Regions from separate parts of the Mus musculus genome. Here all the other regions are linked to region 2. Evidence: chromatin contacts called from public HiChIP or PLAC-seq data. All regions are on one chromosome and are shown on one strand. Each heading gives the region's core, a stretch centred on a gene start, on an enhancer-like site or on the middle of the called end of the contact. The rest is flanking DNA. Distances are from core to core; before and after follow the strand shown. Region 1 holds the start of BC005537 (cDNA sequence BC005537). Region 2 overlaps Carmil1 (capping protein regulator and myosin 1 linker 1). Region 3 holds the start of 9330162012Rik (cDNA RIKEN 9330162012 gene).

Region 1 (4,460 bases), core at 1,539-4,038, 700 kb after region 2:
TGGGGCCAGGAAGGGGAATGACTAATAATGGGTACTGGCTCTTCTTATGGTGAGACGGTGATGCTTACGCTACTCTTCAAACATCCCAAACACCATTACAGTATCTATATTAGATTATCGATAACAAATGTGCTCACTTCTATAAAGGCCTCGAACATGATCATGTATACACATATTCTTGTTCATACCTTCAACTCTAAAATGTTGTTTTACACATGTGAGCTTTTCAGTCATATGATTGCGGGATAAATCACCAAGTGAGTACTACAAGTTTTATTACATATATATCTTAATTGAAAATTATATTTATTGTATGTAGTGGTGTGTGTGCTCATGACACACTGGTGGGTCCTGGGATCAATTCAAGTAGGGTTTGGCAGCATGTGCCTGTACCCACTGAGTCTTCTCCCAGTCATTCTTTTTTTTTTTTTTTTTCTATTTTTTTATATAGGGTCCTACTATATAGCCCTGGCTTGCTTTGAACATGTTATATAGACTAGGCTAACCTTGAACAGCGATTACCCAGTGTCAGCCTCCCCAATTCTGGAATTACAAACCTGTGTCACCACACTGGTTTTATTTATATTTATTTTGTGGAGGTGGTGGTGGAGGGGAGACAGGGTTTCTGTGGTATTCCAGGTTGGCCTTGAAGGAGAATGACTTCGAAGTCACAACAAACCTGCTTCAGCCTCCTGAGTGCTCGGATTACAGCCACTATGGCTGACTCATGTTGGAACTAATTTGGAACGATCAGGAATGCCAACCTTGGTTCTGGAGAACTTACATTGAAGAATGGGCCCTAGTACATCTTGAACTCCAGTTCTAGGGGATCCGATACCTTCTTCTGGTGTCTGGGCACAAGTATGCATGCAGGCAAACATAAAAATAGGATTTTATTTATTTTCTTTGGCTTATGGATAAAGGGTGATTGCAGCTAATAGATTTTGATTTCACGAAGTGAAAAGCAGCTATTTAGGAGACTGGACTTTTAAAAGTTTCGACCGAGTAGTCAGGAATGCAGCACCCAGGCTTTGTTCATGTGGAGTATCAACCTTCGCTGATTAATTATGTAACTTCGTTTTTATCACACCAGAGTCTCACAAACCGAATGAGCGCTCTTTGGGGTCAAGGACGGCGTGATTCAGCAGTAAACGTTCCAGTGTCCCATTTACCGTTGAGGATAGAGAGTCAGGAGAAGATGGGACGTAGGTCTGAGGTTCTCGGGGATCCCTGTTCACTGTGGTGGAGGAATCACACGTAGAGTTCGGCTGCCTCTTCCGATCCTAGCAACAACGCATACAAGGGCTTCTGTCGCTTAAAGCCCGAGGTCCGTTCGCCTTGGTGGTGCAGGAAGAGGGGTGAGGATAGAGGCGCATGGACTGAGGCTATACTCGTTGGGGTGCAAGCAAGCTTCATTCCGCTAACTCGAAATGATTTCTCCGTTGTTGCCAACTGGCCGACTTCTAGGGAATAATAAAATGACCCTAACCACCCTTCAGTCTTCCGGGTTTCTTCCTCACTCTGGCCCTTCCAACACCCATTTTTCCGCCCACTTCCCCGGCTTTGGCTTTTGAGCATCTCTGGAGCAGTGATTCTCAACCTCCCCATTGCTAAGATCCTTCAGTACTGTTCCTCATATTGTGCTGACTCCCAACCGTAAATTTCTGTTGCTACTTCTTAACTGTAATGTTGCTGCTGTTATGAATGTTAATGTTTTCCGATGGTCTTAGGCAACCTCTATAAAAGGATCATTGGATTCTCCCGTATGGGGTGCGACCCACAGGTTGAGAACCGCTGCTTTAACAGGACCCCCACCCTACCCCACCCCCTAAGTCCAACTACCGCTCCCCAGCATAGCCCAGGGTGGAGCTACTCTCTCCGCTTCGTCATGGAGGGCGTAGGGGGCGTGCTCTTATGACGTAAAAGGACGGGGCGGGGGAGACCTGGACAGCCTGACGGAGGGACAGAGGGGCGGAGGGAGTGGCGGGAGACCCTTGCCACGCCTTAGGACTTTCCATATTGATAAATAGGGGAAATGTGTGTTCTCAAACACCCCTAGGAAAAGAAGTATCTTACTGAAAGCCTAATTTCAAAGCTACTCACTATTTATACCGACTTTTATATGTCACACATTACTAGCTTTTCGGTTTTTCTGTCTCCATAACTGTGAAAACCTTCACGCTTCTTTTCCCGCCTCCCCCTTCAGTTTTTGCCACAGATGGTAGCGTCCGGGGCGCGCGCAGGCGTAGAGCGCTCGGGGCGGTGCCGCGGAGGGGCGGGTGACGCAGCAGCCGTCGCTGCCATTTTAAGTTGTTTGTTCTTGTTTCTTTTCCTCAAACGCGACTCAGCCCCGGACCCGGGAGGTTCCAGCGGCAGCCGCTGCTTCTGAAGCCACTCCGGTGCGGGGGGTGGGGGAACCGAGGCTGTGGCCCCGCGGACGCTCGACCTCCTCCTCCGTTGCGGCTCTCTCCCCCCATCCGTCGGGGCTCTCTCTTGGACTATCTTCCTGAACCGGACTGTTGGGCGAAGCAGGCCTCGGGAGCCGACGCTCGAACCGAGACAACTTTGCCGGGCTCACTCCGCGGACAGGCCGTAGCGCAGGGCTCCCCTCCTTCCCTCTTCCCTCCCGCGCGCTTTCCTCTTCCTCGCCGTCTCCCCCCTCCCCCTACCAACCCCGCGCCGCGTCCTTCCCTCCGTCGCCGCCCGGGGCGCCGAGCCCGACTATGGGGCCCAGGTGGGGGCTGAGTGGCGGCAGCAGCGCGCGTGGCCCGGCCACAGAGCGCAGCGCAGCGGGCATGGAGGGGCTCCGTCGGCCCGTCGTGTTCTCTTGACATGGCTCCCGCCCGCGCCACGAGCAGCGCCCCCGCCGCCGCCGCCGCCTCCTCCTCCGCAGCCGCCGCTCCGCCCGCAGGCTGCGGCTAGACGGCCCACCGACGGTCGGCCTGCGAGTCCCGCTCTCCTCTCCGCGGGGACCCCGCCCTGCCGCCTAGATCCCGGCCTCTCTGTCCCCTTGGGAAACCACCCAGCCGCCCCCACTCGGGAAACATGGGCTGTTGAACGGGAAAAGCGAATCTAGAACCCGGGAACTTCATTCCTTGCTTTTTTTTGGGGTGGGAGGGTGGGCTTCCTTTTAAGAAGTAATTATTATTAACACGATTATTCTCTTCTTTTCCCCTCCTCCCAACTGATCCTTCCTACTTAACTCTCTTCCCGCCTCCTCTACCCGGGCGGGAATTGTTTCCACATTGAAATGAGTGAGAACCCGAGTGATCCAGTGTCTCCCGTGGTGCGAGTGAGTCGCTGCCGCTGAAGGCCAGGGGTTGTGGGTGGGACCTGGGGGTCGAAGGCAGGTGATCCCCGGGCCCGGCCTGGGACGTGGGAGAACCCGCCACCTTAGCCTCAGCCATGCTCACACGAAGATAATCGAACTCCCTACCATCCCGAACTTGAACGGGGTCAAATTTATACGGAGGGCTCCCCGGGGAATGTAGAACCCACCGCAGGGCTAAGGGTGCTTGGATCCCGGGCATTAATCAGGGCTAATCACAGAGCCGGAATAACTATTAATACCGTTTAATAGACCCCCCTTTCCCTCTGCCATCATGGTTCTCCTTGGCAGCAGCGTTCGCAGCCGCCTGAGGGTGAAAACGTGGGTGATGGGGAAGTTGGTAATGACTCCGCTGTTTTTTCTCATGACTCCTTTGGGCAACAGCTGTCCACCCCCGGTATACACTGTAGTTGATTGCAGGGAAACCCTGTACCTCTCCCCTTCTTTCTCTGCTGATTTTGCACTTTTCTCTTTGCTCACCACCAAGTGTAATCAATAGCAAAGCACTGACAGTTCATAGCAGTAGTGAAATCTGAAATAACTAAGAATTAATCAGGTACTACAGCCATGGATCTGGCTGGGTAAAATCCAACTGGGGATTTCAGTTTCATTCACCTACCCTGTTTTGGTGGTTTTCAGTTTTTGGGTTTTTTGTTTTGGGGGGGGTATTTTTTTTTTCCCTGTATTTGGGAAGCAACATCACAATTTTCCCTCCCTTTTCTCAATTTCTTAATCCCTTTTCTGAAAAGGGACTATGCGAATGGGTTTCAAGGATTGGACCGGTGTCAGCTGTGTTTTACTGCGCACCTAAATCCTGATGATCGGTTTTTCATTTTCCCCTCAATGGCTTTTATTTTGGCAGTTTAGCCACATGTGTTTTCCAGAAAGTTAGTTCCAAGTTTTTTTCTCCTCTTTCTTTCCTTCCCCTTCACCTTCCCCATCTAACCCCCAAACATTATTGTCCAAACATGACTGGACAGCAACTTTTGTTTCTTGACCCTGTGGTATGACAGTCTGCTAATATTGTTAGAAGGTGCAGTTTGGGGGTTACAGTTGTGATTTAGCTATTCAATCATATTAGCAGGAAAAAAAATGACTTGTTTCTGTTGTACTTGAGTCTTAAGAAAAAGTG
Region 2 (4,326 bases), core at 1,820-4,319:
TTGTATAACTTGTAATTCCAACATTTGGGGAAAAGGGACTGCTACAAACTTGAGGCCAGTCTACTTGGTCTACATAAAGAATTCCTGGCTATCCAGAGTGTATAAGATCTTATCTCAAAACCCAAAAAGAAACAAAAAGGAGAATCAGAGAGCAGCTCAGTGCTCCAGCATCACTGAAGGATTTAACTGCATTTCCTCACAAGACTGTCCTCTTGCTCAGGTGGCGGAGCACTGTACACGCCTCAGTCCTAAGTGAAAAGTCAAATCTAACATTCAAGCATATATCTAATAGGGACGTAAGTGTGACAACACATGCTTACAGGAACACATGCTTTCCTTGGGATTAGAAGTTCTATGTTATCCTTGGCTATGAAGCAAATCCGAGTATATAGGCTAGTCTACAAGAGACCCTGTCTCACAAAATTTAACGTCTTTCAAAACTTTTTAAAATTGTATTTATCTGATCATAGTTGTGTGAAATTCTTCCATGCTTCTGACTAGCACTCTAAGATTGAAGAAAGCTCTGCTTAAGATACAGACATGAAGAAATTAATGTCTAAACAGTGTGTCTACATTAAGGAAAGTTTCTTTCTGAGAGCAATGCATAAACTAGTACCCAAAACAGGAACCTGATAGTTAAACCTTGAAAACAGCGAGTGTCCCAACACAGATTATCCTGTAACTCCCAAAACCCTTTGGGGAAGTTGACTATACCATGAAGAGGAAGAAACTGAAATCCAGTTACATGTGGACATCTAGCCTTAGGAAGTAAGTGTGAACAAAACACTGTAACTACTTAGAAAAGAATTTTGTGCTTCACCAATTTTAATGAGCAGCATTTTAACACATAGCTAGAAGCGTGGTCACTGGTCCTGTAACTCTAGCTATAAAACCATGGAAGAACATAGGGCTATGTATGATACTATAAGGCTTGTTTATTGGCATTGTAAATTTTCTGATAACCATAAATGAAAGACCCAAATTAAGGTAAAATTATCATAACAAAGGTCATTCCCACTGTCAAAATTAATCATTTGATCTGGATTCCCATTATCATAAAAAGAAAACTAGAAGCTTAAAGGTCTACCTTTGAGAAACTCTGTGATCCCCCTGCCCTCAAATGTATCCTCAATTCTCCTAATGCTTGGATTTCAGGGGTACACCACCATGCCTGGCCTATCTGACATTTTTAACTTACAAAATTATTTTATATGGTTGACCTAATATTACCTTATAAATATTTTAAAAACACAAGAAGACATTAAGAACAAGTTTTAAACCAGGTCTACCTGGGAGTCTTTGATCAAGGTCTTGCCTCAAAATAGCTGAGACAAAAATAACTAATCATAATGAATGTTCTAATGATTGCCAATGTTGGTATTAAGAGAGCTCCATCAGAGAGCTGGATTGCTTCAAATATTTTAGATACGTATATGGGGTCAGCAGATCACTCATGCCTGTCACAGCTTGATCAAGGAGAAAGAATGCCTTATCAGGCTGGAAAAGCCACCGTTGAGTCAGAGCTAATATAGTTGGCCTGTGTTTGGTCATAGCAGTCTCACCAACTTCCTGTTCCTTAGGGGGTGACCCTTAGCAGCTTCTTGACGTCAGCAAAATGTGAATAAGAGAAACGGTTTCTGCTGCTGGAGTTGGTTTCTACCTCACATCTATCTTTATAAGCTGAGGGCCAAAGATCACATTCACAGCTCCATTACTCAAAACTAGTATTCTAGGGTCTTGGTTTTTAGCTTTTGTGGAGTTTTGCTTTTCTGAAACAATAAGATCTTAATAGTGACCTTCACACCAAAACTAAGGACAAAATCCATCACTAAAACTTTGTATGGAACAATTCCAAGTTTGTCAACTTCACATATGTCTGCCTGGCATTTTGTGAAGCAATAAGGGGGGGCCACATATTACATAAATACTGCCCTCTTAAAAGCCACAACCTGGCTAGGAAAGCAAACAAGAGCCAAATGTATAATTGTGTGAGTGCTGCATATCAAGGAAGGAGTGTGGCAGGCAGAGACACAGCCAGAGGGGATGACTTGGGGTACGTTTCCAAAAAGAACTCCTTCAGATATGGTGACAGCTTCCTAGGGGAATACTAATCCTTCTTCCATCACACGCACGCACGCACACACACACACACACACACACACACACACTCCTTCAGATATGGTGACAGCTTCCTAGGGGAATACTAATCCTTCTTCCATCACACACACACACACACACACACACACACACACACACACACACACTCCTTCAGATATGGTGACAGCTTCCTAGGGGGGGAATACTAATCCTTCTTCCATCACACGCACGCACGCACACACACACACACACACACACACACACAGTCCTTCAGATATGGTGACAGCTTCCTAGGGGAATACTAATCCTTCTTCCATCACACACACACACACACACACACACACACACACACACACACTGAGATTCAGTGACATCATTGGTGATGGCTCAGATGAGCCATCTATCAAGCCAAGCTGGGTCTGGGATCACCTAGAAGGCTCCCTTGGGGCATGTGTGCTGAGGCATTCCCAGTTCAGTTTAACTAAGGGAAAAAGTCGCACATGATGCAGGCAGCAGCGTGCTGTAAATTGTGGGTCCTGAATTTAATTACAAGCAGAAAACAAACAGCAGCAGTACTCACTGCTCTCTGCTTCCTGACTATGGCTGCAATGGGACAGCTGCCTGGTCCTCTGCATCCTGAGATGATGACAGCCTTAAACAGGGACCTGAAACCAAACCTTCCTTCTCGAAGTTCCTTTTGTCAGATATTTGTCACAGCAATGAGCAAAGTGACTAACACATCAGCCAGTCTGCCTAGGATGACACAGTCTGACAGATTTATAAGGAAGTCTGGCCTTGGTTTCAACCCTCCAGGACAAAAGCCTTGAGAAAGAAGAGGTTTAGCAGAGACCACAGCACTGCATTCCTAAAGGCACAAACAGGAACAGAGACTGAATTCTGCTGGGAAGAAGACATGAAGAGGGCACGCTGGGCAAAGTGAGGCTCAGAGCAGGCAAGTGTCTGTAGCTGGGGCTTCTCTTCCTAATGTCCACTTGAATTGATAGTTTCAAAATGAGCAAAGTCTAGGTCTCCTCTAACACATAGGTATTTAGCCTTGATTCTTCTCTGAGGGCTCCTCTACTGGAATTGTTCAGGGCTGCTTCATAATTTCAAGGGATATTTTGATGTTCCTGACTTAAACCAAGATATTAAAGAGTTACTAAGAAGATAGCCATTCTGTTTTACACCCTACAAATCCAAGCTCAGCTCTAAGCATTGGTCCCCTGAAACCAATATGGTGCACTGCTTTTCATGATTCGAAGCTAGCTGATGGCTTTGTATCCAGGGGACACATCATAAAACACTCAGGCAACAGGCGCTAAGAATGAGGGGAATGTCATTAAAAGCACACGCGAATGTTATTGGAAAGGTGTTCTGTGGCGACTTGTAGATAAAATTGCAAAACACAGAACATGTGAAACTTGCATAATAACTTTTTTCTGCTTCACTTCTCCCTATGGAATCACAATATTACACTTGCCCAGGAAGAATGCAGAAACAATTTGGAGGCTGTTATCTCTTCCAGTGCCGTCAGGGCGGCCTTACCTCACAGTTGCTGAGATCCAGAGAGACTCCCTTCAGGCTATGATTGCAGGCCAGGCCCAAGAGCAGCGCTCTGAGGAAAGGAAACACACTTATTAGGCACAATTTCACATGCAGATCAGTAACGTGCACACAATGGCACACTCTCACACATACACAAAGCAATCACATACACACACACACACACACACAGAGAGAGAGAGCAAGACACAGAATAAAGCCTGAAAACTCAACCTTTTCTGAAACACCAGCCAGGGACCAGACACTCTCTCAGTTTTTGAAAATGCCAACTGCATTTTGACAACAGGGGGCACGTGACACTTCTGCATTCTTCTGTCTGACAGGAGGTGACTCTACCATAAAAGCAATCCTTGAAAACACTACTATTCCTATGCAAATAAACCCACAGCCCACCTAATTGCACACTGAAATCAAATTTTGTTCATCATAGATAAATCCCCACCTGCATCTGCTTGAAAACTGCATTAATGAACGTTTGAATATTACTATGTGATTGTTACTAGCGTAGCACAGTGAGGCTAGCTTTCCCTAAGGAATAGACAGTGATGGAGTCTGGCCCTACTGTATTCCAGAAGGTGAAATGAGAGTAATACCAGTTTATTAAGTCACCTAACAGAGTATACAGGTGAAGATAAACACCCTGGAGATAAGAAGGCTCACATCTTG
Region 3 (4,466 bases), core at 1,115-3,614, 830 kb after region 2:
GATAATGTCTTTTGGAGTTGTTAGCCACTGAGGTCCCATAGACCTCCAAACAGTACAGGCTACTATTGATTGTGGATTCCTACCAGCTAAATCCATAGGGAAAACAAAATTATTTTCTTTATCAAGTTAGCATGCCTCAAGAACTTCCCTATTCCCAAAACAAAGAAACAACAATAACAAAAGCAAGCACAGGCCCGTTCATCGGCCACGGCCCTCTTACAGCCTCTTTCAGAACTCCCATTACCATTATCAAAGTCTACTGGGAAGTCCTTAGATGGTCCACAGGTCCTGAATGAAGCAGCTCCTTCCTCCCCAAGCTCTGTGACAGCTCCCTGCATCTCTTCTTAGTTCTTGGTCCACTCTAGGCCACAAGGGCCTCCTTGCTGTTCTGGAAGCCCAGTAGCCATGTTCCCGAGTTGCTCAGGATCTCCCCTTGCCTCTCTTCATCCTTATACCTAATATCCTCAGAAAGGCCAACCCTGATGTTATAGGAGAAAATGTGCCCCCTGCTAGAGGGAGGTGTTGAAGCCCCGAGTCACCTCATCAGTGCCTCAGAATGAGTCTTTAAAGAAGTGATTAAAGGCAGCTAGGCCTTCAGTCAACAACTGGCCCCAGAAGAAGGCCACGGTGATAGAACCACACAGACCAATTGGAGAAAAAGCATGATGTCTACAAGTTTGGGAGAAAGGCCTCAGATGAAACCAGGCCTGCCGCCATCTTGATCTCTGTTTTAGGGTTTCTATTGCTGCAACACAACATCATGGTCAAAAAGCAAGTTGGTGAGGAAAGGGTTTATTTGGCTTACACTTCGACAACACTGTTTATCAGGGAAGGAAGCCAGGACAGGAACTCAAACAGGGACAGAAACCTGGAGGCAGGAACCTGATGCAGAGGCCAATGAGGGGTGCTGTTTACCAATGGCTTGCTCAGACTGCTTTATTATAGAACCCAGGACCACTAGACAAGGGATGCCACCACTCACAACGGACTGGGCCCTCCTCCACTGATCACTAACTAAGAAAATGTCTTGTAGGCTTCCCTATAGTCCAGTCTTATGGAGGCTCCTTCCTCTCTGATGACCTTAGCTTATTCCAAGTTCACATAGAACTTAGCCAGCACAGCCTCTGACTTCTGGCCTCGGGAACTGCAGGAAGACACACTCCTGTCACTGTAAGCTGCCCAAATGGCCACCTTGGCCTCTCCTCTGACCTCTGGGCCTGCATGTGTCTTTTGCCCCCACATTATTCATCAGTTCCAGCACACTTCCTTGCTCTTTACAGCTTGCAGTTTGGATCTCCAAAACATCACGTAAGCTCTATAAGGGGCTGGATTTTCTTAAGATTCATTTATTTTATGCATATGAGCATTGGCTTGCATGCATGTATGTGTGCCTTCAGCAATCCCCTGGAACTGGAGTCCCAAACTGGTGAGAGTTGCCCCGGGAGCGCTGAGAACTGAACCCAGAAACTCTGCAAGAGCAGCAAGTACATCTCAAAAGGCGAACCGTTCTCCAGCCTCCCCCAACCTTTTTTCTGGACTCTGTATTCCAAGCACCTCCAGAAATACGTGGCACCCCCACGAAGGGTGGACCAATGTGAAGGCTCTAGTGCTTGTACCCTCATCAGGAGACAGCAGCAGGAAATGAAGGATAAAGAGACTATGATTTCATGGGGTTGGCTGCAGGGGTACTATCAAAAATAAAGGAGGAAGAATTTTTCTAAAATAATTTTCTGTCCTCACCATCTACCCTCCACTGTCCAGCCATCTCTGTTAGTAAGCGCATTTAGACCTAAAGTCAGAGAATGCCCCTAGACTTTTTCCCTCCTCTGAACGAAGCTCACATGTCCTTTCTCAGTGTCCTTGACACAGCTCCTACACATACAGCCCCAACATGCAACCTACATATACAGATACACATTCCCTACATACAGCTTTCACATACAGGGCTCTCTCTCATCTTCCTTCTACTCTCTCTCTCTCTCTCTCTCTCTCAGATAGGCTGGCTGACATAGCTCACTTTTATTATGCACACCTGTCGATACATGTAGGAAGGGGATCTGATAACCGTACGCATGCTCCAAACTAATTTATCTCTTTTTGTTGTTTGCTCTGGCTTTCCGTACTGTGTATCCCGAGGAACCGGTTTCACTTTGTTTCACTCTGTGGATCTCTGCTTCCTTCTAGGCCGGGATCCCGCACCTGCGGTGCTCTCACCTTGACCGAGACCCCTTTCCAGCTGTTGAAGGCATCGTAGGCGGCGCGCACAGCAGCGCGGGCCTCGGGTACCCCGCAGTCGGCCACGGTGCCCAGCTTGGCGCCGCTGGCCGGGTCGTACACCGGGAAGGTGGCGGGGGCTGGGAGCCAGCGGCCGCCCACGAAGCTGTCCCCGCGGAGTAGGTCGGCGTGGAGGCCCCCGGGGCCGCTGGCGTAGCTGCGCCGCGGGGTTCCTGCGGGCTCCGGGCGGAAGCGGCCGGGAGGCGGCAGCGCAGGACGCGCGGCCCAGAAGCTCCGCAGCAGAAAGCAGGTCGCCATGGCCCGGCAGTAGCGGCGACACCGGCAAGGGACAGGCAAGCGAGCTGCAGGATCTCAGGGGTCGCGGGAAAGCGGGAGCCCGGCGGCGGGGACGCGCGGGGTGGCGGGGACGCGCGGGGTGGCGGAGACACCGAGAGCGCCCTCTCTCTGAGCTGTTGAGATTGGAGCTGCGAGGAGACAGAGCTTGAACTGTGTTCCCCGCACGTTCTTCTCCAGGGCCTGCGAATGGAAAGACTCCCAGCAAGATGAATTCGTGCACATAACTCACCGTTCTCAATGTCGGATGCTCACCTGTCATTTCTTTAGGCCTTAATTGTGACGGGAGCACTTTCTGTTCCCCAGTTCCCCAGCCCCGGCAATATGCACTCCGTCTAAAGAAGGCACCAAAGGCCAAACTCGCGGTTTCATATGCTCGGGCTACTGAGCATTGGAACTGGGGATCACTGTTCAGTGAGGGGTGAAGTGTGGCTCAGTGATCGGTTCCTTGCATGCTTTTCTACATATCCCCTTCATGAATTCGGAGCACAGCGCTCCTGAGTACTGAGATTTGGGGCAACCGTTCAATTAGGGTCGAAGTGAGGCTTCCTCTTGCATGCTTTCTGTGTGTGTCCTCTGTTGGTCCTGAGCAGTGGTGCTCCCAAGCCACTGCCCTTTGCTTCGTGACGTAGCTGCTGTACATCAAGCAACTAACAGAGCTGAAGTTTAGTAACTGGAAACAATCATCCTAGAAGTAATAATAAGCCCGGTGTTGTGGCCAGCACTTGGGAGGCTCTCGGTAAGTTCAAGGCTGAGACCCTATTTTAAAAAAGAAATCAACAGGGGTGTGAGGATTGAACATAGCACTATCACCTTAAACAAAATCTTCATCCTCCTGCTGCATCTGGGCCCCAAACTCTGCAGAAGAAAGAAACCCTAAGTTTTAATTTGAATAAAAGAAACAGCAGGTTTGTGTTCAGAATACGTGGAGTCAAATGTTGTTGTTATTATTGAGAAAACATGTTATTATGTAGCCTAGGATGACCTACATCTCGCAGTCTTCCTTCCTAGAGTTCTGGAATTACAGGCGAGCACTACATGCCCCAGTTAGAATATTGTATTTGCAAAATGCCTTGGATGTTCTTTTAATTGTTGGCTTTGTCTTCTGCTGAGTCAGAGCCTCCCAGTCATGTGCCAGATACATCTGGCAGAAGTCTCAATAGCAGGATTTAATTGTGTGTACAGGTAGGTGTGCACACATATGTGCTGTGTGTGTTCACTACTTTGTCCTGTATTTTATTAAGGGAACTGGAGCGAGAAGCGGTCAAGATAAGGAGGGCCTCCGGTGGCTTTCTCAGCTATCGCAAGCTGGCCGGCCTGTATTCCTGCTGCCTGTAGGGGGCGCTCTACTCATAGACCATTCTATCTTCTCTGGACATTCCTTCAGATCTTGTCTTAATCACTGTAGACCCCAAACTTGAAATCGGCTTTGTGTCTCGGGATCCAATATAGAATTCACTGTCTCTCGTTATCTCTCTCTCTCTCTTCCTCCCCTTTTTTCTTTTATTTCTGTAAAGATTCATCTTGAAAAAAAAAAAAAACAGAAATAAAAGAAAAACATCTTGTTTGGTAACCAAAGCCAACGTCAAATTCACTATGCAGCCCAGGCTGGTCTTGAACTCAGGGAATCCACGGTATCAATCTGAGAGTATTCAAGCAAGTCACCGCTCCTGGCTTGAGAAACTTTGTAAAAGCTCTGCCTACTCTCCTTTTCAGCTGAGTTGCCCGCCTTGCATTTGCGCTCTAGGAGTAACACCGAAGTCTCGTAGCACTTTCACTGTTTGTTTCTTAGAAAGTGAGAAAAAAAAAACCCACAAAAATTCCCAAAAGCCTAAGCACACAATATTTAGGTTTAGTCTTACTGTTAATCTTCACAGCAACGCGGTAGTAAAATGCTT

The links. HiChIP or PLAC-seq counts read pairs in DNA pulled down with a chosen protein or histone mark.
Region 1: an H3K4me3 HiChIP or PLAC-seq map of bone marrow-derived macrophages shows a contact between it and region 2, with 3 times the contacts expected there. The contact joins the promoter of BC005537 here to the enhancer-like site in region 2. A contact is called at or near these places in 1 of 484 Hi-C or Micro-C datasets (granulocyte-monocyte progenitors), 3 of 115 datasets of contacts at active chromatin or transcription factors (bone marrow-derived dendritic cells, bone marrow-derived macrophages and double positive thymocytes) and 1 of 9 other capture datasets (adipose tissue).
Region 3: a contact with region 2 is called in an H3K4me3 HiChIP or PLAC-seq map of bone marrow-derived macrophages, with 4 times the contacts expected there. The contact joins the promoter of 9330162012Rik here to the enhancer-like site in region 2. A contact is called at or near these places in 1 of 39 promoter capture datasets (pre-B cells), 1 of 15 datasets of contacts at CTCF or cohesin (large pre-B cells), 2 of 115 datasets of contacts at active chromatin or transcription factors (bone marrow-derived macrophages and pro-B cells) and 1 of 9 other capture datasets (liver).

Annotation. Positions count from the first base shown.
Region 1 is chr13:24,798,869-24,803,328 of GRCm38.p6, forward strand. BC005537 (cDNA sequence BC005537) reads left to right here and starts at 2,789. Exons shown (of 5, transcript NM_024473.3): 1 at 2,789-4,460.
Region 2 is chr13:24,102,667-24,106,992 of GRCm38.p6, forward strand. It overlaps Carmil1 (capping protein regulator and myosin 1 linker 1), which reads right to left. Exons shown (of 38, transcript NM_026825.3): 17 at 3,643-3,712. Among named protein-coding and RNA genes, the nearest start is that of Gm33573, 75 kb to the right of the region's middle. Within about 2 kb of position 3,070, at least 52 of the 459 cell types and tissues checked have an H3K27ac peak or open chromatin away from gene starts, as enhancers often do. A contact at or near this core is called in bone marrow-derived macrophages and granulocyte-monocyte progenitors, where this site is marked.
Region 3 is chr13:24,935,037-24,939,502 of GRCm38.p6, forward strand. It overlaps 9330162012Rik (cDNA RIKEN 9330162012 gene), which reads left to right and starts at 2,365. Exons shown (of 2, transcript NR_102323.1): 1 at 2,365-2,567; 2 at 2,749-4,013. It overlaps Aldh5a1 (aldhehyde dehydrogenase family 5, subfamily A1), which reads right to left and starts at 2,625. Exons shown (of 10, transcript NM_172532.3): 1 at 2,215-2,625. The coding sequence starts at 2,532. It also overlaps a transcript of Gpld1 not described here.